Linked DNA regions of Mus musculus: all the other regions are linked to region 4. A link is a contact called in public Hi-C, HiChIP or PLAC-seq and promoter capture Hi-C data. All regions are on one chromosome and are shown on one strand. Each heading gives the region's core, a stretch centred on a gene start, on an enhancer-like site or on the middle of the called end of the contact. The rest is flanking DNA. Distances are from core to core; before and after follow the strand shown. Region 1 overlaps Gga3 (golgi associated, gamma adaptin ear containing, ARF binding protein 3). Region 2 holds the start of Srp68 (signal recognition particle 68). Region 3 holds the start of Sumo2 (small ubiquitin-like modifier 2). Region 4 holds the start of Galk1 (galactokinase 1). Region 5 holds the start of Exoc7 (exocyst complex component 7). Region 6 holds the start of Rnf157 (ring finger protein 157).

The links. Promoter capture Hi-C pulls out the DNA fragments that hold promoters and counts their contacts. A called contact is a pair of places that touch in the nucleus more often than the background predicts. HiChIP or PLAC-seq counts read pairs in DNA pulled down with a chosen protein or histone mark. Capture Hi-C pulls out chosen DNA fragments and counts their contacts.
Region 1: a contact with region 4 is called in a promoter capture Hi-C map of embryonic stem cells, with 2.9 times the contacts expected there. The contact joins the enhancer-like site here to the promoter of Galk1 in region 4. A contact is called at or near these places in 2 of 39 promoter capture datasets (embryonic stem cells and hippocampal neurons), 1 of 115 datasets of contacts at active chromatin or transcription factors (the 230-238 cell line) and 3 of 9 other capture datasets (embryonic stem cells, liver and pancreatic islet).
Region 2: a contact with region 4 is called in a promoter capture Hi-C map of liver. The contact joins the promoter of Srp68 here to the promoter of Galk1 in region 4. A contact is called at or near these places in 14 of 39 promoter capture datasets (the 3T3-L1 cell line, 3T3-L1-derived adipocytes, the HPC-7 cell line and 8 more), 3 of 484 Hi-C or Micro-C datasets (B cells and cortical neurons), 4 of 115 datasets of contacts at active chromatin or transcription factors (the SCID.adh cell line, embryonic stem cells, forebrain and 1 more) and 3 of 9 other capture datasets (adipose tissue, embryonic stem cells and pancreatic islet).
Region 3: a contact with region 4 is called in a FOXA1 HiChIP or PLAC-seq map of pancreatic cancer cells. The contact joins the promoter of Sumo2 here to the promoter of Galk1 in region 4. A contact is called at or near these places in 2 of 39 promoter capture datasets (cranial neural crest and hippocampal neurons) and 1 of 115 datasets of contacts at active chromatin or transcription factors (pancreatic cancer cells).
Region 5: a Hi-C map of granulocyte-monocyte progenitors shows a contact between it and region 4, with 4 times the contacts expected there. The contact joins the promoter of Exoc7 here to the promoter of Galk1 in region 4. A contact is called at or near these places in 2 of 39 promoter capture datasets (embryonic stem cells and liver), 2 of 484 Hi-C or Micro-C datasets (the HL-1 cell line and granulocyte-monocyte progenitors), 1 of 115 datasets of contacts at active chromatin or transcription factors (pancreatic cancer cells) and 3 of 9 other capture datasets (adipose tissue, embryonic stem cells and liver).
Region 6: a contact with region 4 is called in a promoter capture Hi-C map of adipose tissue. The contact joins the promoter of Rnf157 here to the promoter of Galk1 in region 4. A contact is called at or near these places in 1 of 39 promoter capture datasets (cranial neural crest), 1 of 15 datasets of contacts at CTCF or cohesin (the NIH/3T3 cell line) and 1 of 9 other capture datasets (adipose tissue).

What each region holds. Positions count from the first base shown.
Region 1 is chr11:115,587,217-115,591,106 of GRCm38.p6, forward strand. Gga3 (golgi associated, gamma adaptin ear containing, ARF binding protein 3) reads right to left here. Exons shown (of 17, transcript NM_173048.3): 7 at 3,671-3,751; 8 at 3,180-3,317; 9 at 1,839-1,920; 10 at 1,640-1,756; 11 at 1,096-1,329; 12 at 720-787; 13 at 190-500. Among named protein-coding and RNA genes, the nearest start is that of Gga3, 15 kb to the right of the region's middle. Within about 2 kb of position 1,280, at least 5 of the 459 cell types and tissues checked have an H3K27ac peak or open chromatin away from gene starts, as enhancers often do. A contact at or near this core is called in embryonic stem cells, where this site is marked.
Region 2 is chr11:116,272,931-116,276,415 of GRCm38.p6, forward strand. It overlaps Srp68 (signal recognition particle 68), which reads right to left and starts at 1,287. Exons shown (of 16, transcript NM_146032.3): 1 at 996-1,287. The coding sequence starts at 1,176.
Region 3 is chr11:115,534,140-115,538,191 of GRCm38.p6, forward strand. It overlaps Sumo2 (small ubiquitin-like modifier 2), which reads right to left and starts at 2,091. Exons shown (of 4, transcript NM_133354.2): 1 at 1,959-2,091; 2 at 413-544. The coding sequence starts at 1,979.
Region 4 is chr11:116,011,258-116,014,826 of GRCm38.p6, forward strand. It overlaps Galk1 (galactokinase 1), which reads right to left and starts at 1,462. Exons shown (of 8, transcript NM_016905.2): 1 at 1,257-1,462. The coding sequence starts at 1,421.
Region 5 is chr11:116,305,464-116,308,939 of GRCm38.p6, forward strand. Exoc7 (exocyst complex component 7) reads right to left here and starts at 1,271. Exons shown (of 20, transcript NM_016857.4): 1 at 1,151-1,271; 2 at 925-990. The coding sequence starts at 1,210. Gm26730 (a long non-coding RNA gene) reads left to right here and starts at 1,401. Exons shown (of 3, transcript XR_389166.1): 1 at 1,401-1,718; 2 at 2,209-2,762.
Region 6 is chr11:116,411,108-116,414,604 of GRCm38.p6, forward strand. Rnf157 (ring finger protein 157) reads right to left here and starts at 1,925. Exons shown (of 19, transcript NM_027258.1): 1 at 1,590-1,925. The coding sequence starts at 1,677.

The sequences.
Region 1 (3,890 bases), core at 30-2,529, 420 kb before region 4:
GCAAGTCAGAAAGATGGTTAGAATGCTAGGCAACCCCTCAACCAAAGCCAGTGTCTAGCTACCTCAGGCCACTAGCTTCCAGCCTGACTCACAGTACCAAAAAGGATCCACATCCCCCATCCTATGAAGCCTCCCTTTGGTCCTATATATACGACACCCCACGCTCAGCCACCCTCTTCTATCCCTTACACTTTGGCCTCTTCCAGAAGCTGATCAAGGGCATCTAGGCGGTGCGAGGTGCTGGAGCTGGGGTATTCTGGACCTTTGGGCTCAGCCTTTGGAGCCAAGGCTGGGGCAGGTCCAGAAGAGAACATGAAGGAGCCAGTGCTGTGGGTTGGTGCACTGGCTGGGACCACAGGAGCTGGGAAGGCAGCAGGCAGTGGAGCTTGGGACATACTTGAGGTAGAAACTGGGGGAGGGAGCTGGGGTCCATCTGAGGGGCAGGAGGCCGCAGGCACTGGCCTGGGACTGAAGAAGTCCAGATCTGATGGTGGTTCATTCTGTACAACAGAAATATCAAGTGAGCAGAGACCCAGAAGGGACGAGGCCATCACCCACCGGGCCTTCTGAGGTACCCATTGTGACCCACAGAACCCTCTAGAGAATACATAAGCTCTGGTTCTAGCAAAGTGTAGCCAGCCAGAGCCTAAGAAGGAAGGGTGGGTGCCTTGTGGTCCTTGGGCATCACTTGAGTGATGCTGCTGTTATGGTGCCTCTACCTGGAACAGGTGCCACTGACTACTTCCAGGTGACTCTTTGGGAGCAGTGGGGGCGGGGTCAGTAAGGCCTAAGAACACAAAAGAAAAGTCAATGAGCTGAGCTCCTGCGCCCTCCAATCCCCCAATAACGGTCAGGTGACAAGGCAAGAGCCAGTCCTTGTAAGCCAAGAGTTCCCCTGCAGCTAGACTGGAAGAAAATGCATTTGCCCTTCATGCATGACTGAAGGGCCTCCTAGGACGAGAGGAGATGAGCTGTGCCAGAGCCTGCCATGTTTACCTTGCACTCCCTTGGAAAGTGGTCCTGTCGGCCGCCAGAGAGTTATCTAAGCACACCAACCCTTAGGCCTTCCTTCCCCAGTGCCACGCTTGGGCGTACCTAAGCAGAGGAGCTCCTCATCCAGCAAGGAGAGGGCATTGTTCGTGCTGTCAGACCCTGGGGGAGCCTCAGCCTGGCTGGATGAACGGCTTCGTGGAGGCCCGGAGGTTTGGGGGGGTGGAGGGAGGATGGGGATGCCTGAGGTGGGTGGGGCCAATGCCGGAGACGAGTTGCTGGGGGCGTCCAACTCAGCAAGGTCAATGAGGGCGCCTTGGTTACCACAGTGACTGTTTCCTAGATGGGTCGACAGAAGAGGAACAAGAGCATTCAGGGAGAATCTGTGTCCATGCCGCAAGAGGCAGGACCCGGGCATAGCTGTTCTATCTTGTGGCTCAACCTAGTGGCATTTCTCCAGGAACACTGAAAACCAGGCTTGAGAAAGCAAGGAAGGAAGTCTCCATGCACACCTCCTGGCCTCTGGGAATGGCTACTTGAAATGGCTCGGTATCCCCTCAGGAATTCCCTAAGCATTGCCATTTGGGGCTCAGTGGTCAGGGCACATGGCTGCTCTGGAGGGTTGCAGAATAGAAATCAGAATATTTACCTTCAGAGTCAGGCATGGTTGAGGTGGTCACCTCACCATTGACGATCTGCCCTTCAATAATAGTTTTGTAAGAGTTGATGACCCTGGACAGGTTGTCACTGGCCTGCAGGATGTCCCCTACAGTAGAAGAGATCCCTCACTGTGTGGGCTGTGACAACTCTCACACAGCTAAAGTTTTGACTCATCCTTTCACACTCACCCAAACTGTTGTCATTGTCCTCTGTCTCGCTGGCTAGTTTAAACAGCGTCCGCCTCTTATTCTCACAACGATCAAAGAGCTCCTGAGAGACCCAGATATAAAAACCACAACGAAAGAGGTTCTCAGAAGTCATCTGTACTGGTTAGTTTTGTGTCAACTTGACACAGCTGGAGTTACCACAGAGAAAGGAGCTTCAGTTGAGGAAATGCCTCCATGAGATCCAACTGTAAGGCATTTTCTCAATTAGTGATCAAGGGGGAAAGGCCCTTGTGGGTGGGACCATCTCAGGGCTGGTAGTCTTGGTTCTATAAGAAAGCAGGCTGAGCAAGCCAGGTGAAGCAAGCCAGTAAAGAACATCCCTCCATGGCCTCTGCATCAGCTCCTGCTTCCTGACCTGTTTGAGTTCCAGTCCTGACTTCCTTTGGTGATAAACAGCAGCATGGAAGTGTAAGCTGAATAAACCCTTTCCTCCCCAACTTGCATCTTGGTCATGATGTTTGTGCAGGAATAGAAACCCTGACTAAGACATCATCTGATTTAACATTTATGCCCAGAAAACGGTAGGACTCCCCAATAGACCACAGAGAAACTGACAGGGGTGGGAGAGGAGCATGCATCTTTGTGTCTTCAATATCTACCAAAAGACACTGCCCAAGTCATCTGTACCAACTGTTAGGTAAAATGTGCCTCAGATGATTCTGTGGGCCATGTTCTTGTGATGGTGAGCCTATATGTGTCTGAGCACTGCATGTATGTTACGGTTGTATAGCTTGGTGTTCTTGTAGGGTGCTAACAGTGGGAGCACAGGCTGTCCCTGAGTCATCTGGTGCCTTTGGAATGCTTTGCCTCCTGGTCTAGCCTTGATGTGAGAATGTGTGCCTGGTCTTACTATAGCTTGTTATAGCATATTCCATTCATGTGCCCAGGAGGGAGGACTGTTCTTTTCTAAGAGGAGGGCAGGTCTGGAAAAAGGTGGGAGGGAGTAAAGGGGGAGAGACTGGAGGAGGAGAAATTGTAGTAGGTATGTAATGTATGACAGAAAAATAAATAAAAGGGGGAAAAAGATGTGTGTCTCAGAAGCCACAGCCTAAGCTACAATGTCAACACCAGGGGCAGGTGTCCCCAAAGCTTAAAGGCGTGAGCATGGAGCACATTATCAGGGTACTGTATCTGAGTCACAGACAGTACTGCACCAGGAGTGTCCGCTGTATAAAACAGACACTGCCCTTCACTCACCGGCTGTAGTGAACAAGCCCACAAAAAGCAGGCATGTCCTCGCCCAGACAGGACCCCACTGGGGCGGAGCGGTCTCAGCAGCGAGCTCAGCTCACAGCAGCTTACCTTCATGAGCTCCTTGTCGGCGTCTGACGAGTACTCTTGGCTGTAGTGAAGCAGCATCTCGTGGAGCAGCTTGACATTGTTGTTAACCTCCTCCAGTGTGTGTAGACGCTTGGTCACTTTCTGGATGCGAGCCTCATCCTGCCTCAGCCAAGAGGGTGCAGTAAAAAGCAAGGTCACTTAGCTTGTCTTTCAACAACCAGGCAGGGTTCATTCCTCACCCAACTGCACAAGGGCAGAGGCCAAGCCCCAGAGCACAGCTTAGAGTGTTTCCTAGGACTGCAGGCCTCAGACTCACCCCAAGCTGTTTTAGAGTGACTCCTCCCACTTCCACTAACACAGCCACCCAGCACTCCTCTATGCTTCCTCCCATGGGAAACACCAGGCTCCTCCTAAACTCCTGCAGCTCAGGTCTGGTGCCGGGTGAGTAAGAGGCACCTAGATCTCTGGGGGAGAACGTCTGTGCCTCCACCCAGAGGCCCAGGACCACTCACTTCCTTCACCATGGACTTGATGAGTCTGTTGGCCTCTTGCAGGTCATCTGGGTTCTTGCTCTTCAGCAGCCTGGCTAAAAGCTGGAAGAGAAGGTGTGGCAAGTGAAGGGGATGGCATGTACCCAGCCCCAGCAGGCACCAGAAGGAACTGCAATACAAGCAAGACCCCACTTCATGCTTGCTAGGGTGGCTCATGCCTACAATACCACCACTCAGGCGA
Region 2 (3,485 bases), core at 37-2,536, 260 kb after region 4:
AAAGTATTTAAAATAACACGTTAAAAAAAAAAAGCCACATGCTATTAGAACCACACAAATGATATATAAGCTAATACAAACCAGAAAATGTTTCCTGAGGGTTGGGAAGACTGCTCAGCTGGTAAAGGACTTGCTGTTAGCAAGCATGAGGTCATGTTGGGATCTCCCCAGAACCCACGTAAAAAGGCCATACTGTTGTTTGCACACGTAATCCCACAGCTGGGATGGCAAGAGACAGAAAGATCCCTGGAGCCCACTGGCCATACAGTCTATTCCAAGTAGTGAGCTGCACTTTTGGAGGGAGACCCAGTCTCAAAGGTAGAGAATTAGGAAGACGTTGACCTGTGACCTGCAGACACAGCACCAGCGCTTACACCTACACCCATACCCATGCGGACTTGGACACTCAAAAAAAAAAAAAAAAAAGTAACTCCTACAGTTCTTCGAGAAGAGTCCAACAAGATAAAATGCCTTACAGACCTACTTTTGAAAAAACAAAAAACTATACACATGATATTAACAAACTAAAGTAACTACTATTCAAAACAGGTAAGCAGCAGCTTTCCTGGAGAGCACTCTCCCTCCATTTTCAAAGCATCTCGCTGTTTTATGACCCAGGGTTCGACAGCTGTCCGACAACAGCTCCACGCTGAAATGTCAAGGCTGCAGTTTCCCCTCCACAGTCCGGTGGCTCAAGGTACCGACCAGGAGCTCTGTGGGGTGGGCAGGGTGTCAACCCCGGCTCAGCCCTCCAACTGGACATCTGAGGGGCACAGAGGGAACCCTGCCTACCATCTCTATACCCCTTGCAAAAACAAGCTCCGGAAAGCCAGGACGAGAGGCAAACCATGCACACGGGAATGCCGAAAGTGAAGGGCAGGAGGCAGCGGCGCACCTCGGCTCCGCAGCCCGGTGCTGGCCCCCGCCGCCTCGCCCGCCCCCAGCCCTCCGAGCGACACGTAGTCATTGCGAGTTAGGCCACCGCTCGAGGATACTCTCCAAACTCAGGCTGTCCCCGAACTCTTTGTTTGCCTTCGATCCGGCTGAAGGGCGTTCGTTTTCTTTATTCTCGTCTCCTCCGGCACTGCGTCCGCCACCGCTCCCTCCGCCGCCGCCGCCGCTGCCGCTTCCACCACCACCACTACCACCACCCGGGATCTGCTTCTCAGCAGCCATCTTGCCCCTGAGCCGCAAAGCACGATGGAACGGAGCAGGCGAGACGACCAGCGGCGAGAGAGAGCGGCACTTTCCAGGCTGGGCCGATGGTACACTGACGGACTCCGCCGCAGACCGCGGATGTCTTGGGCCTCTGTGGTGTGTTGGTGTGCGCCTGCGCCTCCTGGGTTGAATTCGTGGCTGTTGCTGGGTCTCCGCATTTCTAAGGATTAGCCTCGCTTCAAATCTACCAAGGATAGGAGGACCCGAGAAAGATGCCCACCTCATGCATCCTTGCACCCAGAGAATGGTAGTGTACGCCTTTAATCCCAATACCGAGGAGGCTGAGGCTGGAGGATTGCCTCGAGTTGAGGTCAGTCTGGGTTGCACAGTTAGACCTTATTTAAAACACACACACACACAGACACACACACACACACACACACGAAGAGGCCTCGGTCAGAAGGCAGTGTCCCCAATAGGAGCTTGAGACCCGTGGCCTCCTCTAGATCATGTGACCATCCAAGTATGACTTTTATTAATCTTTGCGGGCGAGTACACCAGGAGTCTCAGTCTTGTGCCAATCACGGCAGGTGAAAAGAAGCTGGCCGCGTAACTCAGTCTACCCTTTTGTGTTACTAAAGGAGGTTGCAAAAAAATGTATGACTCCAACCCTTCCCCCCATCGGAGTTCAGAGATCAGCTAGTGTGGAGTACTAGTTCTCCAGCAAAAATATCAAGGAAGACTGGGCCTGGGCAGATGGCTCAGTGGTTAAGAACACTGGTTGCTCTATCAAGATGATCTGGGTTTAATTTTTAGCACGAGAATGGTGGCTCAAAACCATCTAGAATTCCAGTCCCAGGGATCCAACCCTCTTCTGGCTTCGTAGTCTACAAAACACATGTACACAGACATACGTGTAGACAGAATGTTCATATACATAAAACAAAATAAAAATAAAGGTTAAGGCTTTTGAAAACAAAAAATTAGACAAACTGCTTTCAGAAGGTGGGAGGCAAAAACTAACCTCAAAAAGTGGTCCTCCGAATTACACTCACATACTGAGCTGTGAAGCATGGGCCTGCACACACACACACCTAAACAATAAGCCATGGAGATGGCCCAGCAGGAAAAAGAACTTGCTATATAAACTTTTTAAAAAAGATTTTTATTTATTTATTATTATATCTAAGTACACTGTAGCTGTCTTCACACACAGATCTCATAACAAATGGTTGTGAGCTACCCTGTGGTTGCTGGGACTTGAACTCAGGACCTTTGGAAGAGCAGTCAGTGCTCTTAACCACTGAGCCATCTCTCCAGCCCCCACCTCTTTTTTTTTCAAAGATTATACTAAAGGTGGTTTATTGGGAAGCTGCTCTCTGACTGAGTTCACAGACCCCAAGAACTGAGGCCAAGTCAGTTGCCATGAGGAAAGGGGGAGGGGAGAGGAACGGAGGCCTGCAATCCCAGGGTGCAGCTAAAAATACAAATAAATGGTGTCTTAGAGTTTCTGCTGATGTGATAAAACATGGTGGTTTGAATAGGTCTGGCCTCCATAGACTCATGTGTTTGAATGTTTGGCCCATGAGGAGAGGCACTATTAGGTGTGGGCTTTAAGGTCTCTTTGCTCAATCACACCCAGTGTGGAATTAGAGCCTCCTCCTAGCTGCCTGTGGAAGACAGTCCCCTTGTCCCTTCTTGGCTTCTCCAGCCCCATGTCAGACTGTGTGCTGCCATGCTTCCCACCATGATGATAATGGACTAAACCTCTGAACCTGTAAGCTATTCCTCACTAAATGTTGTCCTTTATAAGAGTCACCTTGGCCACGGTGTCTCTTCACAACAATGGAAACCTAAGGCAAACATCATGATCAAGAGCAGATTTGAGAAGAAAGGGTTTATTTCATCTTAACTGCTCTCAGGTAACAAATAATCCACCTCTGAGAGAAGTCAGGACAGGAGCTCAGGGCAGAACCTGGAGGCAGGAACTGAAGCAGAAGCCACTGAGGAACACTACCTACTGGCTTGCTCCCTCAGCCGGGCGATGGTGGCATACACCTTTAATCTCAACCCTTGGGAGGCAGAGGCAGGTGGGTCTCTGAGTTCGAGGCCAGCCTGGTGTACAGAGTGAGTTCCAGGACAGCCAGGGCTACACAGAGAAACCCTGTCTCGAAAAAACAAAAAAACAAAACAACAACAAAAAAAGAGTTCCTTTTAAAATATGTCAAATTGACAAAATCATACATAATATATATATGAGAAGCAAGTTGGGCGGTGGTGGGCATAGCTTCAATCCCAACCCTCAGAAGGCAGAGGCAAGGGCTGGT
Region 3 (4,052 bases), core at 841-3,340, 480 kb before region 4:
GCTAAAATTCTCTTTTGAGACAGGGTATGTTTCTGTGTATTCCTGGCTGCCTCTAGTCCTGGGGAATAAAGGAGTGTACTACCACACCCAAATATTTTGACAGAATGCATTGTCTAAATAATAAAAGGGAAAAAACAACAACAAACAAAAACCCCACCAAATACTAATCCACTTTCCCCCCTCATTCAAGTGCAGACATCTCCTTGGGAACTTGTAGTCTTATGGATCTAATGAGGGATTACTGGTTTAGCACAAGAATCATAATATTAAACCTACCTGCAAATGTACATACAATATAATCACATGCATCTTAACAAAAATAGTCATGCAATACTGTGATGGTACATTTTCTACTCCTAATTCGGCTGTGTACATGGATTATTAAGTGGAAGTACACTTATCAATTCCTCACCTGCCGTTCACAATAGGCTTTCATTAGTTTACTAAGTGGTGTATGCCTCTTAATCTTAAACTGCACCACAGAACCATCCTGTCCCGCCACCTTCAAATTAATATGATCGTTGTTCTCAGTCTTGACTCCTTCCTGTTGAAAGAAAAATAAGAGTGTAATTTGGAAACTGTGAAACACAAACACCTTTAAAGAAGCTGCGGGCCCGAACGCTTCAGAATCAACAGGTTTCTCTCAGGCTCTCCAACAGCATACAGCTGTTCCCAGCCCCTGGGCTGAAAGATCAGAAACCCTGCACAAAGTGTTACAAGTCTGGTACAGAAGCACTGATACTAGCAAGGCAACAATACACTTAGAAACTCCTTGCATAATTTGTGATGCATCTGAGGTTAAATTTTCTAAAATGGCATTATTTCCTGTCATCGCCCAAATTTGTCGCTTCCCATAAACACCAGTGTCCTTTCTCTTTTCAAAGCTACAACTACTAGAGTCGGTTTGGGGTGGGAGTGAGAAAACCATACCTTGTATTTCAAATTTTACTGCTACCTTCTTGATAAAAGTTAGCAAACTCTGCTCAATGATATCAAATGAACATATCTTTAAAAAAAAAAAACCGAACACACTCAACTGAGGGATATCCCGAGTCTCCCTTTTTACATCTTCCGATTAACGTTCGACTATATAACTGCTTCATTTTCAGTTCAGAGCTTATTTTCCCCCTCTCCTTTGCTGTCATGGCTGCAATACAGTCTTCGTGCAAGTATTCCCGTACATTGCAACCCCAACAGCAGTTCAGCAAATCAAATGTTTATGTCCAAGGATTCGATTCGTCCATCCTGTGTCCCCCTCCAAATAGAGTCGGGGCCAGAGAGTGCCCTGCCCTGGACTGATGCTGGTCCCCTAGTCCGCAGCCAAGAGTAGCCCGTGCCTCCGAGGGCGCGTTCTCAAGTTGAGCCCGTGTCTCTCTGCTCGCACCTAAGCCTCCAACCACAACAAGCCACATGGTTCCCGCCAGGGTGCGGGTTTCTGGGCGCACGGCGGAGAGCGCAGCCCCTCCCCCGCGGGCCCCTTGGGCCTCGAGCCGGACCGACTCTGGAATCCCCCACTCGGGGTTGCCGGAGCACACACCACCGATCCGGCGCGGCCCCAGCCCCGAGAGGGAAACCCCGGGCCGCACGACTCCCGCCTTCGCCGCCGCCCCAGACCCCGCGCGCCCAACGCTTTCCTTACACGCGCCGGGCGCCGCCGAGGAGCCAGCGCGGGGCCGCCGGGCCCGCGGGCTCCCGCGAAGCGCCGCCTGCCCGCCTCGCGCCGCGCCGCGCGCGCTCCGAGGGCCTGGGGGCGGGGGAGGGCGCCGGGCCTCCTCGGGCGCGGGCGGGAGGAAGAGAGCGAGAGAGGAAAATGGCGCGGAGCGCCGGGCCTGAGCCGCCGCTGGCCCCGTGGGGGGCCCCGGGCAGGCAGGGAAGCCCGCGGCGGGCTTCGGCCGGACCCCGGGCCGCGCCACCCACCGGTCCGCACGGTGAGGCGCAGCCGGCCGCCGCGAGCTCACCTTGGGTTTCTCGTCGGCCATGGCGAGCGCCGGAGTCTCCTCAGCTGCCGCTTCACAAAAGAGGCACCGGGTCCGCACTGAGGGAGCGCACAAGCAGCACCAGGAGCGGCAGGAGGAGGCGGCAGCGGTGGACGAGGCAGAGGGCGCGCGCACGTCGTGCGCTTCCCTCCCCCCGCCCTGCGTGCGCGAGCACGAGCATCCGGGGCTTCTCATTGGCTGCCGCTTCGCGGGAGCGCGCAACGCTTACATAACCACCCCTCCTCCTCCCCCCCACGGCCCGCGCCTCCGCCGCCTGGGCCAGGCGCCCGCCAGGTCGGCGGGAAGAGGCGCGGACACGCGCACCAGTCCCGCCGCGGGGGCGCGCCTGGCTCTGGGCGGGGCTGTATTGTCCTCCTTCTTTGGTGGAGCATAATCAAAATGGCTTCCAGCTGGTCCTCGGCGAGGACAGGAAGGCGCGTGGCCTTAGACGTGGGGTGAGCCTAGGTCGAGAACGGAAGGCCAACTCCACGTAGAAGGGGGCATCTCCATCAAAAAAGCAGCAGCGGGTTGTGAGAAAAACTCCTGTTCAGTAGGACAAATGCAACTCCCCCCTGCACATCAAACTTCCCAGTCCCTTCGTCCTTCCCCATCAACCAGCTTCCCACCCGGGAGCCTCAAATGTCTTCCAACCTGTTGGGAACCCTACTCTTGCTGTGGAAAACTGTTCTTATAGCCACTCAAAGGATTCCTTGCTTGTGGCCTGCCTCCCAACTTCCAGAGAACACAGTCCATCAGGGGAGCCGACCCAACCTGAAGCTCACGGGCCCATCAATCATTTCGTCCCTTAATCCAGTACAAAGTAGGAGTAGGATCCTCGCATTTGAAGAAAATCCTGCCCTCTGCTGTGCATGCCACCCTGTGGCTCTCACTTGGTGTTTTTATTTCCTGTACCCCTGTATTTTCTTCTACTACTGTGTTCCCACAGAGGGGGGAAATACCACGATTACATTACCACCATAGTGCTTCTTCTCGACCAAACAGCTTGAAAAAATGCCCATGCCAGCTGCTCCACCCCCTCAACTCCCACTCACTCCTCAATCCACTGCAATCTGTTGTTGTCCTCTTAGCTCCACTAGAACTCTCCACAAGGTCACCTTTGCTGAAACCAGTAATACGTCCCGTTTCTCACCCCTACTCAACTCCCTTCGACTCTGCACAAAACAGGCTTTTTTTTTCTGTCACCTTAGGCCAGTGGTAGCACACCTTAATCTTTTTTTCTTTATTAAACTTTATTTTAATTGTTTCTTTGAGTTTTAGTACAGACTTTTTCTGGTTTTTGGGTTTTTTTGTTTTTTTGTTTTTTTTTTTTTTTTTTTTGGTTTTTCGAGACAGGGTTTCTCTGTATAGCATTGGCTGTCCTAGAACTCACTCTGTAGACCAGCCTGGCCTCAAATTCAGAAATCCCCCTGCCTCTGCCTCCCAAGTGCTGGGATTAAAGGCATGTGCCACCACTGCAGCTAGTATAGACTTTTAAAAATTACTATATTTCCTCTACAGGGACGTATGAATCCCTTCCAATATCATCTACTTTCTAAACTCTCCTTTTCTAACTTTTTTTTTAATCCTCCTTGCATGTCTGTGGTGGCATAGGTGTTTAATCCCAGCACTAGGGAGGCAGAGGCAGGTGGGTCTCTGTGCTCTAGGCCGGACAGGTCTACAGACTGAGTTCCAGAAAAGCCAGGGCTACACAAAGAAACCCTGTTTTGAGAAACAAAAACAAAAAGATAAAAATTAAAAAGAAGACAGACAGGGCAACACAGAGAAACCCTGTCTCGAAAAACCAAAAATAAATAAATAAATAAATGAATAAATAAATAAAAGAAAAAGAAAAATTCCTTCTTTTGGGCGGGGCCTAGTGACACAAGTCATTTTAATCCCTACACTAGGAAAGCAAGATAAACAGATCTGTGTGTATTTGCGTATTCCAGATAGGCTGACAGCCAAGGCTACACAGTGAGACCCTGTCTTTGTGTGCCCATCTGGAGGTCAGAGGGTAACTTGTAGGCTTTGGTCTTTTCTTCCATTTTGTTGGTTCTAGGGACTAAAGTCAGCTTA
Region 4 (3,569 bases), core at 212-2,711:
AGAAGTCCACCCAGGATCACATCATAGCCACAGAATCTATTTTTGGCTTTTTGTTTTGTTTTGTTTTTAAAGTTTTTGAAAACAGGGTCTCACTGTGCAATCCTGTCTGGAACTTTCTATGTAGATCAGGCTATCCTCTAACTAAGAGGCCCACCTGCCTCTACTTCAGAATGCTGGGATTAATAAAAGTATATGTGGGTGGAATATCCCATTGCAAATAGAAAACTCATGTCACTTGAAGTTCTAGAACAGCCCCAGGGTGACTGAAGCAACCAGGATCCAAACCCCAAGGTTCTGTCGTCTGGGACACACAGGGCCGTGAAGGGAATAGGCTTAGCTTGAAGGAGATGGGAGAAAGCGCTTCAATTAAGCGTTAGCCTTGGGGGCTCAGAGCACAGCCTTGTGGGTCTTCAGGGGCGGGGCCAGTGGTGATAGGAATGTGAACCTGGACTCTGCCCTAGCTAGCGTCCAACTGTGGGCCAAAGGGGACAGATAGTGATCTTATGCAAAAACAGGCCCAGAGGGGCTCCAGACTTCCTCCCACCTGGACCCAGCTCTGCACGCGGTAATCCCTTGTTCAGGAACTACTTATGCGCTGAGAGACCCAGGCTGAGAGTCCAAGAACCGAATGTGTAACTTTGAGGGAGTCATTAGTGCTCTGTGGATCTACTGTTTTCTCTGTAAATTCAAGGGGATGGGCCGGGGGGGGGGGGGGGGGAAGCTACATTTACACAGGTCTACCTTTGCATAGGTCTAGGTCGGTGCTGTGGGCCCAATCAAAGTCAGAGGGCTAAATAACCTCCTTTTTTTTCTTTTTCCTTGTTTTAAGAATCTTACAGCCCAAGCTGTCCTGGAACTCACTTTGTAGTTCAGGCTGATCTTGAACTCGTGGCAATTCTCATGCCTGAGCTTCCCCAGTACTGGACTATTAGGAATGCGCCACCATGCCTAATACTCTCTTATATTGCTTCCTTGGTCCTCACATTTTTAAGAGGTTCATACTTCCAAGTTGTGGGCGATGCCCCCAGAAGGCGGGCTCGAGAAGACAAACCGCACAGCCCCCCTCCCCCCAGCTCTGGCTTCCTGTCTTCGCACGTGGACAACTGCACGTCCCGGGGTCTCTCACGTCTGCTAGACCGCTTCACTCCGCCTTCCACCCGGAGGGTACCCGCCCTCCCGTGCCCCCTATGCCAGCCCTTCCCTACCGCAGGCCGGGCCAGCACACACAAGGAAGGGTCCCCAATGCGGCCCCTCACCATGGGCAGCACCAGGCCCTGGTTGTAGTCCGTGTGCTCCCCGATGAGGTTGACGCGGCCCGGCGCCGACACTGCCAGCTCCGGCTCGGCTCCAAACTCCTCCATGAAGGCCCGGCGGGCCTCGGCCAGCAGCTCCTCGACCCGGGGCGGTCTCCAAGCAGCCATGACGCTCGTCTGCAGCTGGGCGCACCGCCCCGCGGGATGCTGGGGGCGGAGCCACGTGGCGCGGACTTACATTCCTGTCCTTCGCGGGACCCCGCCCCCGCTACGACGGCCCCGCCCATCCCACCTGCAGAGCGGGGTCCAAACTTAGCTCTCCAGCGCAAGCCAACGCGGCAGCTGACAGCTGGAGGAAGAGACTCGGTTGCAACTTGTATCTTCGGTGATGTCCTAGCAGGAGTTTGGGGCTCCCACTTGAGTAGCAGTTAACACAAATGGAGATCTGAACTTCCCATCCATCCCTGAACCTGGAGCCTCTTAATGCGCTCCCATCCCCATCATCATCATCCCTCACACAGCCAGGGCAACACCAACACGAGCTGGCAACAGGAACAGCTGAGTGTCCCAGAGGATCTAGCGAAGTTATGCTAAGTCGTCAGCCCCTGGTCGGTCATGTCTCTAACAGGATGATGTGGTACACAGTCTAGGGATAAACAAGGAGAGCCAAGGTTCGAAGCCTTTTACAGGCTCCTTCTCTGGCTCCTGGCGATGGAGGACTGAAGTTCATCTCATCCAGTGGCCGGCAGGAAGCAAGCTCAGGCACTCCTCGATGACGCAAAGGCTACTGCAAAGATGGCTAATGTTGTTGGCCCCTAGCAGTTGCTTCCTCCACAAGAGCCTTGGTCTCAGAGACATGACCATCTAAAGCCTTCATGCTGGCCCAAATCTTTGCCTGGATTCCTAGCTATTCCTGGTCACCTTGTGTGAAACCTTCTAACAGAAGGACTAAAATGTAAGACAGTAAGAGTGGAGAACGGTAGGGGGTGTAGCTCAGTGGTAGAGAGCACATGCATTCAAAAGAAACACACAAATAAATGTACTATCTTATTCAAAAATTAAATAATTTCCAAGCCAGGCATAGTAGTCCATCTCAGCACATGGGAGACTCAGGCCGGAGGAGCGGCAGTCTGAAACCAGTCTGGGCTAAGATTCTGTCTAGAAAACAAATAAACAGGTTTTGTTAACAAAAGACATGTAAATCAAGAAAGCAGTATGTGGGGCTGGAGAGATGGCTCAGTGGTTAAGAGCACTGACTGCTTTTCCAAAGGTCCTGAGTTCAAATCCCAGCAACCACATGGTGGCTCACAACCATCCGTAATTAGATCTGACTTCCTCTTCTGAAGTGTCTGAAGACAGCTACAGTGTACTTACATATAATAAATAAATCTTTAAAAAAAACAAAACAACAAAAAAAGAAGGTGTGATCTTCTAAAAAAAAAAAAAAAGAAAGAAAATAAGAAAAGAAAGCAGTATGTGAGCCAGGCACGGTGGCACACAGCTTTTTAATCCCAGCACTTGGGAGGAAGAGGCAGGAAGATGTCTGAGTTCAGAGGCCAGCCTGGTCTACAGAGTGAGTTCCAGGACAGCCGAGGGAGAAGAAGAAGAAGAAGGAGAAGAAGAAGGCGGCATTCAAAACAATCAACAAGAAGGAAGAGAGGAAGAAAAAAAGAAAGAAAGAAAGAAAGAAAGAAAGAAAGAAAGAAAGAAAGAAAGAAGCAAGCTCTAATAGCACAGGTCAGTACTCAGGAAGCAGAAGCAGGCAGATGCAGGCAGAAGTAGGGTTGTGGCAAATTCAAGACCAAGGTACCTTACATAGGGCTACACAGTGAGACCCTGTCTCAAGTGGGATAAGGAAGGATGGGGAGGGGGAACGGGACTGGGACAGAGACAGGACTGAAGGGACAGGATGGCTGGAGGACTTTGATAAATCCCCGTATTCCCAGCATCTAAGAGGCAAACACTAAGGAATCCTAGCCAGGTATGGCGGCATATACATTTAATCCCAGAACTCAAGAGTTGGAGACAGGCAGAAGATCTGGAGTTCAAGGTCACCCTCAGCTACATAGTGAATTCCAGGCTAGCTCCTACTAGGTAAGACCCTGGGTCAGGAAAACGGACAATCCAAACAATAACAAATCCTGTTGACTAATTTCTTTTGACAGCCTGTTTTTGAATACACTTCAATACAGCAATTTTTTTCTTTTTTGCATAACTCAAAACAAAAGGCAAGTCTTGTGACCTTTGGGGCTGTCTGAAACGAAAGTCAGAAGCCACGACCAGCTCCAAGGCACCGTGCTGTTGTGTCAGAGTTGG
Region 5 (3,476 bases), core at 21-2,520, 290 kb after region 4:
TAAATTTGCTTATTTGCAAAAAGAGATAATCAGGCTGGAGAGCCAGCTCAGCAGTTAAGAACACTGGCTGCTCTTCGGAAGTCCTGAGTTCAATTCCCAGCACCACATAGCGGCTCAACCACAACCATCTATAATGAGATCTAGTGCCCTCTTCTGGCATATGGCCATACATACAACCAGAACACTATACATAATAAATTTTTTTTTTCAATCACCTCAGGATAGATTCCTTTCTACCCTTGAAAGTCAAATCTCAATTTCTGTTCTCTCTGAAGTTTTCCTAGACTGAACAGAAAGTAGCTTCCTCCAAAATAGTTGCAAATATATTACTGTTACCTCAAACAAACAGCCAACCTCTTTCCCTAAGGGCAAATCTCATTCAACAAGTATTTTATTACTGTGTAAATACAAATGCAAGCACTTTTAAAGCATCTTACTGTATACCAGACACTGGGAAGCATGCATAGACTTCCTCCACGGACACACTGGGAGGCTGACATTGTCTGCTTTACCAGGTAAATTAACCATAACTCAAGGCCTACCACCAGGAACCACATAGTAAGCTGTAGGACATTGGGTAGATCTAAGACGCATTAACTCTCTGAGATGGTTTTGCTTCCAAAGCCCCTGTGACTTCGCTGCCTCGCCTCGCTTGAATTTGACAATGACACGGGGCCAGTACCAGGCCATGTACAGGATATCACGAAATGTTTGCAGAAGGACAGACAGTAACAGGTATAGGGCAGCGGTTTCCTCGGTGATGGGGTGGAAACTGGGGTGCAGAGATACCCATCGCTGCAAGATATGCCCACTGTTTACTACCCACGCTGGAGTCCCTGGACAGGCGCAGGACACGTCCATCACACGCCCCTCCTCTGGGGCTCAGGAGCCTGGCGGCAGCCTCCCAGCTGAAAGGCTACTCACCATGTTCCTAGTGAGCTGGTCGCTCTTCTCCAGGCTGTCTCGGATAAACGACAGCGTCTCCTCCTCCTGCGAGGGGCAGAGAGGAGGACATCACCACAAGCCGATGGTGAAAGGCGACCACCAGCACCCAGCACCCAGCACCACGGCCTACGCCTAACCCTATCTCCCCTTCCACCCCGGTTCGATGCCCCTGAGCGCCTTTCCTTCACTTTCTCCCCAGCGTCACCTGCTTCAGTTTGTCCTCGATCTCCCGCCGCCGGGCGGAAGCCTCCTGCGGGGGAATCATAGCAGCGGACAGCGCTGTCCCCACTCCCCGCTGTTTTAGCTCCAAACCCTGCTCGGCTTCCGTCCCTGTCACGCCCACTTCCTCCCTCGGCCCCGCCCCCGGACGCTTTCGGGGGCGCCATGTTGGGAGTGGCAGGCGGAAGTGTGTTCCTGCCGGAGCTCGCGAGCGGGCTGCGGGTCGACGCCATCTTGAATGTGGCTGGAAGAGCCGCTCACCTGAGGCATACGTGGGTCTTTCCTCGTAGCCAGAGGCTGGTTTGCTCGCTCCTTTGAAAGACAGCCCCTTGCTGGGAGACTGAAGCAGGAGGCCATTCACGAGTTCGAAGCCAGTTTGGATCACATAGTAAATTCCAGGCTAGCCTAGGCTACAGAGTCAGACTTGGTCTCCAAACCAAAAATCAAGCAAACCAACATTATACCTGAATTTTTTTTAGATCGTTTTGGCTGCTCTGGAATAGGTTATGTAGACCAGGCTGACTTCTGCCTACCGTGGGCTGGATTAAAGAAAGGTGTGCTCTGCCAAACCCAGCTCACCCAAGAAAAAGCAGGGCGGTGGCGGAAGGCAGGAGGTGGAGGCTGGCACGGAGTGGTATATAGGGTTTACAGTTCTCTCCCTCCCATGTGTAGGACCCAGAGGGATTGAATTCGGGTGCCAGGTTTTGTGGCAAATGCCTTAACCTGCTGAGCTATTTCACCAGCTCATGATTTATTTGTGGATTTTAACATGGTGTATAGATAGATGTTTCGCCCATGGGTATGTATGTCTGTGCCGTCACTTGCATGCCAGGTGCCCTGGAAGACCAGAAGGTTATCTGATCCCTCTGGAGCTGACATTACAGTAGTGAGCTGTCTGTCATGTGGGTTCTGGGAACCCTAACCCTAACTCAGGCTTCCTGGAAGAGTAAGAAAGAGCTCTTAACTGCTGAGCCATCTTTCCAGTTAGCTAAACCCTAATTTAGGATAAAAGCGCTGACTGAGGAGACAAATTTGTTTTTGCAGATCATATCTTAACGGTTCAAGTCTGGAGACTGGATTCCACACAGAGTGGCTTACAATGGATACTTCAGAACTTGTGGGATCCCACGTGGGTTTAATAACAGAGACACAGAGACATCTGTATAGTATAAGGCTGTTTGCCTGTTTGCTGGGGCAGTCCCTCAGCTAACCCTCCAGACTCAACGCGACTTCCCTGCTACGAGTCCCTGGCGTTCTCTCTGCTCAACCTCCCTGTCCTGCTCAGTTCTGCTTCTGTCTCTCTCTCCTCCTGCCCCGACTCCAACAGTCAACTCTAGTCCTCAAAGGCCACACGCCTTACTCATCCAATCTGAGCCAATCAGCAACGGACAACGCCTAGTCTGAGCCAATCAGCAGCAGGACAACACCTAGTCTGAGCCAATCAGCAGCAGGACAACGCCCGGTCCATATTTCTGTGTTGTCTTTTGGCTTTGGCAGCTTTTGACCTTCACCAGGCAGCTTTCTTTTTAACAGGCTAATCTCAGAGAAACACCTTTGTGGCAGGCAAGGAAGGACAAACACTTACATATAGAAAGCAGGTAATATCGGGCTTGGGAGCTGGCTCAGTGGTTAAGAGCACCAACTGCTCGTCTGAAGATCCTGAGTTCAAATCCCAGGAACTACATGGTGGCTCACAACCATCCCTAACAAGATCTGACTCCCTCTTCTGGTGACAGTTACAGTGTACTCACATATAATAAATAAATCAATCTTTAAAAAAAAGGCAGGTAATAGGCCATAGAAATGACAGTAATTAAATATCCTGCCAGCATAGCAATTAACAACTGAAAATGCAGGGCACAATTACATAGGCATTTGATGCAATATGTGTGGGTTTAATCATCCCAACTTCTTCCCCTTTTAGCCCAAGAATGGCTCTATCTCTAACATCAGTAAACTATATACTAATTGTGAGAACTGTCGGGGTAAGAGTTATATTCACAATGTCTAGTCCATTTGTCCTGTCTCAGTGAGTTCAAAGTTCTGTAGAGGGTTTGTGTCAAGTGGATAAGGGAAAGAAATCTGAAGCACATATACCTTAAATCGTTTTCTTTTTTTAAAAAGTTTTATCTATTATGTATACAATGTTCTGCCCGGCCAGAAGAGAGCACCAGACCTCATTATAAATGGTTATGAGCAACCATGTGGTTGCTGGGAATTGAACTCAGGACCTCTGGAAGATCGGCTAGTGCTCTTACCCACTGAGCCATCTCTTCAGCTCCCTTAAATCCTTTTCTTATCACCATTTAAGC
Region 6 (3,497 bases), core at 675-3,174, 400 kb after region 4:
AACTCCAAGCTCAGCAAAGCATGCTCTATCTTCTGATCGATAAAAGGCTAAGGCACTTAAGAGGAAAAACCCAACTGCTGCTGTGCTTTTTAGTTTTTTTTTTTAGGCAGGGTTTCTCTGTATAACCGCCCTGGCTAGAACTCGGTTTGTAGATCAGGCTGGCCTTGAACTCACAGAGAGATATATACATACTTGCCTCCCAAGTGCTGGGATTAAGGCGTGCACCACCACACCTGGCTTCATATTTGTGTTTTTAAAAGAACAAAATGCTAGTTGGGTATAGTGGCTCACATTTGTAATCCTATGGCTGGGGAGCGGGGCTAGATCAGCCTCCTTTTTGTTGTTGTATTGGTTTTATTTTGTTTGAGACAGTCTCACTGTGTAGCCCAGGCTGACCCCAAATTTAACAATCCTGCCTCAGCCTTCAGGGCACCAAGATGCAATTTTAATAGATAAAAGTAACCATGCGGTCATTATTAGCAAGAGGTTTATTAAAAACACTAACAATCGCTGCTTAATGTCAGACCTCTCTAAAGTGGTTCTCACTCATTTCTGCTAGGACTCATTCTCTGGCACAAAAGCAGCAAGACAGGGAGCTACTGGCACTCACTCCGCAGGGAGGCAGGTTCATTGTCTGGTCCCAGCTTCCACCTGGCAGAAACTGGATGTACTGCTGAGAAATCAGCTCGACTCATTAGCATGTCTTTATTCTACCAAGAGAGAATGGGACCCTGTCCAATTCTGACACCTCACTCACTACTCCCGCATCAAAATCCACACCAGGTCCTCAAGCCAGAGGGAAGGTGGTAGACACGAGTCCCGGGGGTCTTGAGATCAGCAAGCAAAAAAAAATTTTTTTTAGATAAAGGTGATGATAAAGGACATGTAGCTGGGTCACTCGCCAGCAGCTTGAACAGCAGTCCTCACTCAAGTGGACTACTTTCTCATCTGCTGTCAAAACTCTCCTGCAATGCTGATGCTGATGGAGGCATTGACTGTTTCAAGTGACAGTGTACGACAGAAAACACTTTTGCTCTGTCTCCAGCCATCTCCTTGACAGAAACTAGGAAAGGGGCAATCCAAGTGACTCTTGTCAGATTCCTACACATCTCTGTTAACTTAGTTTCTCCCCCAATCCCCGCCCTGATAGTCTCCAGAAAAGCGAAGAACTGCTTAAGCAAGTTCGTCCTCCCGCACTACTCCTCACGCTCGCAGAAACGCACTTCTAGCTGTCCCAAGGGACATGGATGCGACAGCCCGGGGACAACACCTGGCACAGGTGCCTGTCAGGGATGCCTCTCCAACCCGCAGCCGCTGCAACGCCGCATCCCCGGCGGCGCGCGTCCCTGTCGCAGAGCAGATTACCACGGAGGACGCGAGCGGTGACCTCGGTGACCCTGCAGGCACCTGCAGTCCTCCGCGTGGCGTCGCCGAGGCCCGGGATGGGGAGCGCCCCCCGCCCTGCATCCCGAAGACCTCCCCCGCTCCGCGGCCGACTCGGGGCCGCCCGGGCCACCGCGTTGCCCGCCCGCAGCATCCGACGCGCGGCCTCCCCTCCGCCCGGCCCGTGGCGCGCGCCCGGCCCTCACCGGACTTGGGCGGGTAGCGGTACACGGAATTGGACGGGATGTCCACCTCCTCCACGCCCGCGTGCTGCCGGCTCGTCAGGGCCCCCATGGCCGCTGCGATCGCGGCGTCGCCCGGGCTCCGGCGTCCGAGCCTCAGCGCGCCGGCCGGCCGCACGCCCGGTGCGGGGGTCGGCTGCCCGCCGCGGCCCGCTCGGCTGAGGCGCTGCTGCGGCTGAGGCTGCGGGGAGCGGCCCGCACGGCGCGCACCATCCTCCGCCGGGCACCGCGGCGGCGCCTCTGCCTGAGGGGGCTGCGGGGCTGAGCCCGGGGGCGCCGCCGCCGCCTCAGACCGCGTGATGTCAGCGGCGGCTAGCGCGCGGGGGGACCGCGGCGGCCTCAGCCAATGGGACGGCGGGGCGGGAGCGCCCGCGGGCCGGCCAGCCAATAGGAAACGAGCTGCGGTGGGCGCCCGCGGCGCGTGCTTCGCGCGGAGGTTGCGGCGCGGATGCGGCCTGGGGCTCGGCGGCAGCGACGGGCAAGGGTCTGAGTCTCCCGGAGCTGCTCGGCCACGGCGGGTGGAAGAAGCATGGTCCCCGCCGCACCCGAGCGGTGTCCCGGTGGGATTATTGCTCCGGGTGCGCCTCCCCCGTGGCACCGGGGAGGCCTGCCTCGAGCTCGCGCGTCTTTGTCCCTGAATCCCACAGCGAGCCGCCCCGCCCTGGCAGCCAGAGCCCCGCCTCCTCCGCGTCTGTCGAGGTCATAGCCCAGGGGCGAGCATCCACATCCCTCATGCCCCTACCGCCTGAACCCCAAGTGCTCTGCCAACCTCACATCCCAAATGTCACCAAGACTGCATAGGGGATGTTGGGATGGTCAGCTAAGATGTGGCCATCCCTCCGTAAATGCTGTTTGTAACCTCCTTCCTGGGACAGCTCGGGTAGCCTTTAGGGTTTGGATTGGTAGGCATTAACTCAAGATAGTCACTCTGAGCCTGTCCCTTGTGAACTGTTCTCTGGAGACACTGGAAAGAGCCTTGTGTGGCCTATCAGTGAACAGTCCTCGAATCAAAAAGGGAATTTGATAGGGCAGATCTAGGACTTCCCTACACACACACACACACACACACACACACACACACACACACACAGTGGGCAGGCAGAAGACGTCATTGCTCAGTTAATTACAGACATTTATGTATTTGTGGGTATGATGAGGTTTTGGGGATTTTTTTGTTTTGTTTTTGTTTCTCTGGGGGGAGACTGATCAAGGTTCCGAACTGTTTCAGCATGACGTCAACTTTCAACAACATACACAGTAGTTTGGGGTGACTGATTCCCTTCTTTAGGTTTGTAAAACTGTTTTGTAGATCTGTCTGTCTCCTGATCTCTTCTCTTCTCTTCTCTTCTCTTCTCTTCTCTTCTCTTCTCTTCTCTCACCCCCCCGCCCCCCCCCGTGTGTGTGTGTGTGTGTGTGTGTGTGTGTGTGTGTGTGGTTTGCAGGGGTTGGTGTGGTTTAAGTTTTGTTGTTGATGTTAACATTTTATTTGTGTGTTGGCAGGGGGGGGTTCCTCTCCTGTATCGCCAGGTGATTTTAGAGGTCAAAGGACAACTTGCAGAAGTGTTTTCTCTTCAACTGTGTGGATTCTAGGGATATATCTCAGTTCCTCGGCTCCCCCTCCACCTTGAGACCAGATCTCATGTAGCTCTCGTTGACCCAGAACTTCTTGTAACCAATGTGGCCTTGAATTTCTGAGTCTCCTGCCTCTGCCTCCCAAGAGTATTTTGCATTTTCATTCACCTGAATTTAACTGACTCTGTGTTAAAGTTACTTATGAAAAATTGCCTTGGTTTTCCCCCAAGGTCCCCTGGAAGCCAGGCACCCACTCCTATCATGCACATCGGGTGATAATGAGGGAGGCCAAGTCCCTGC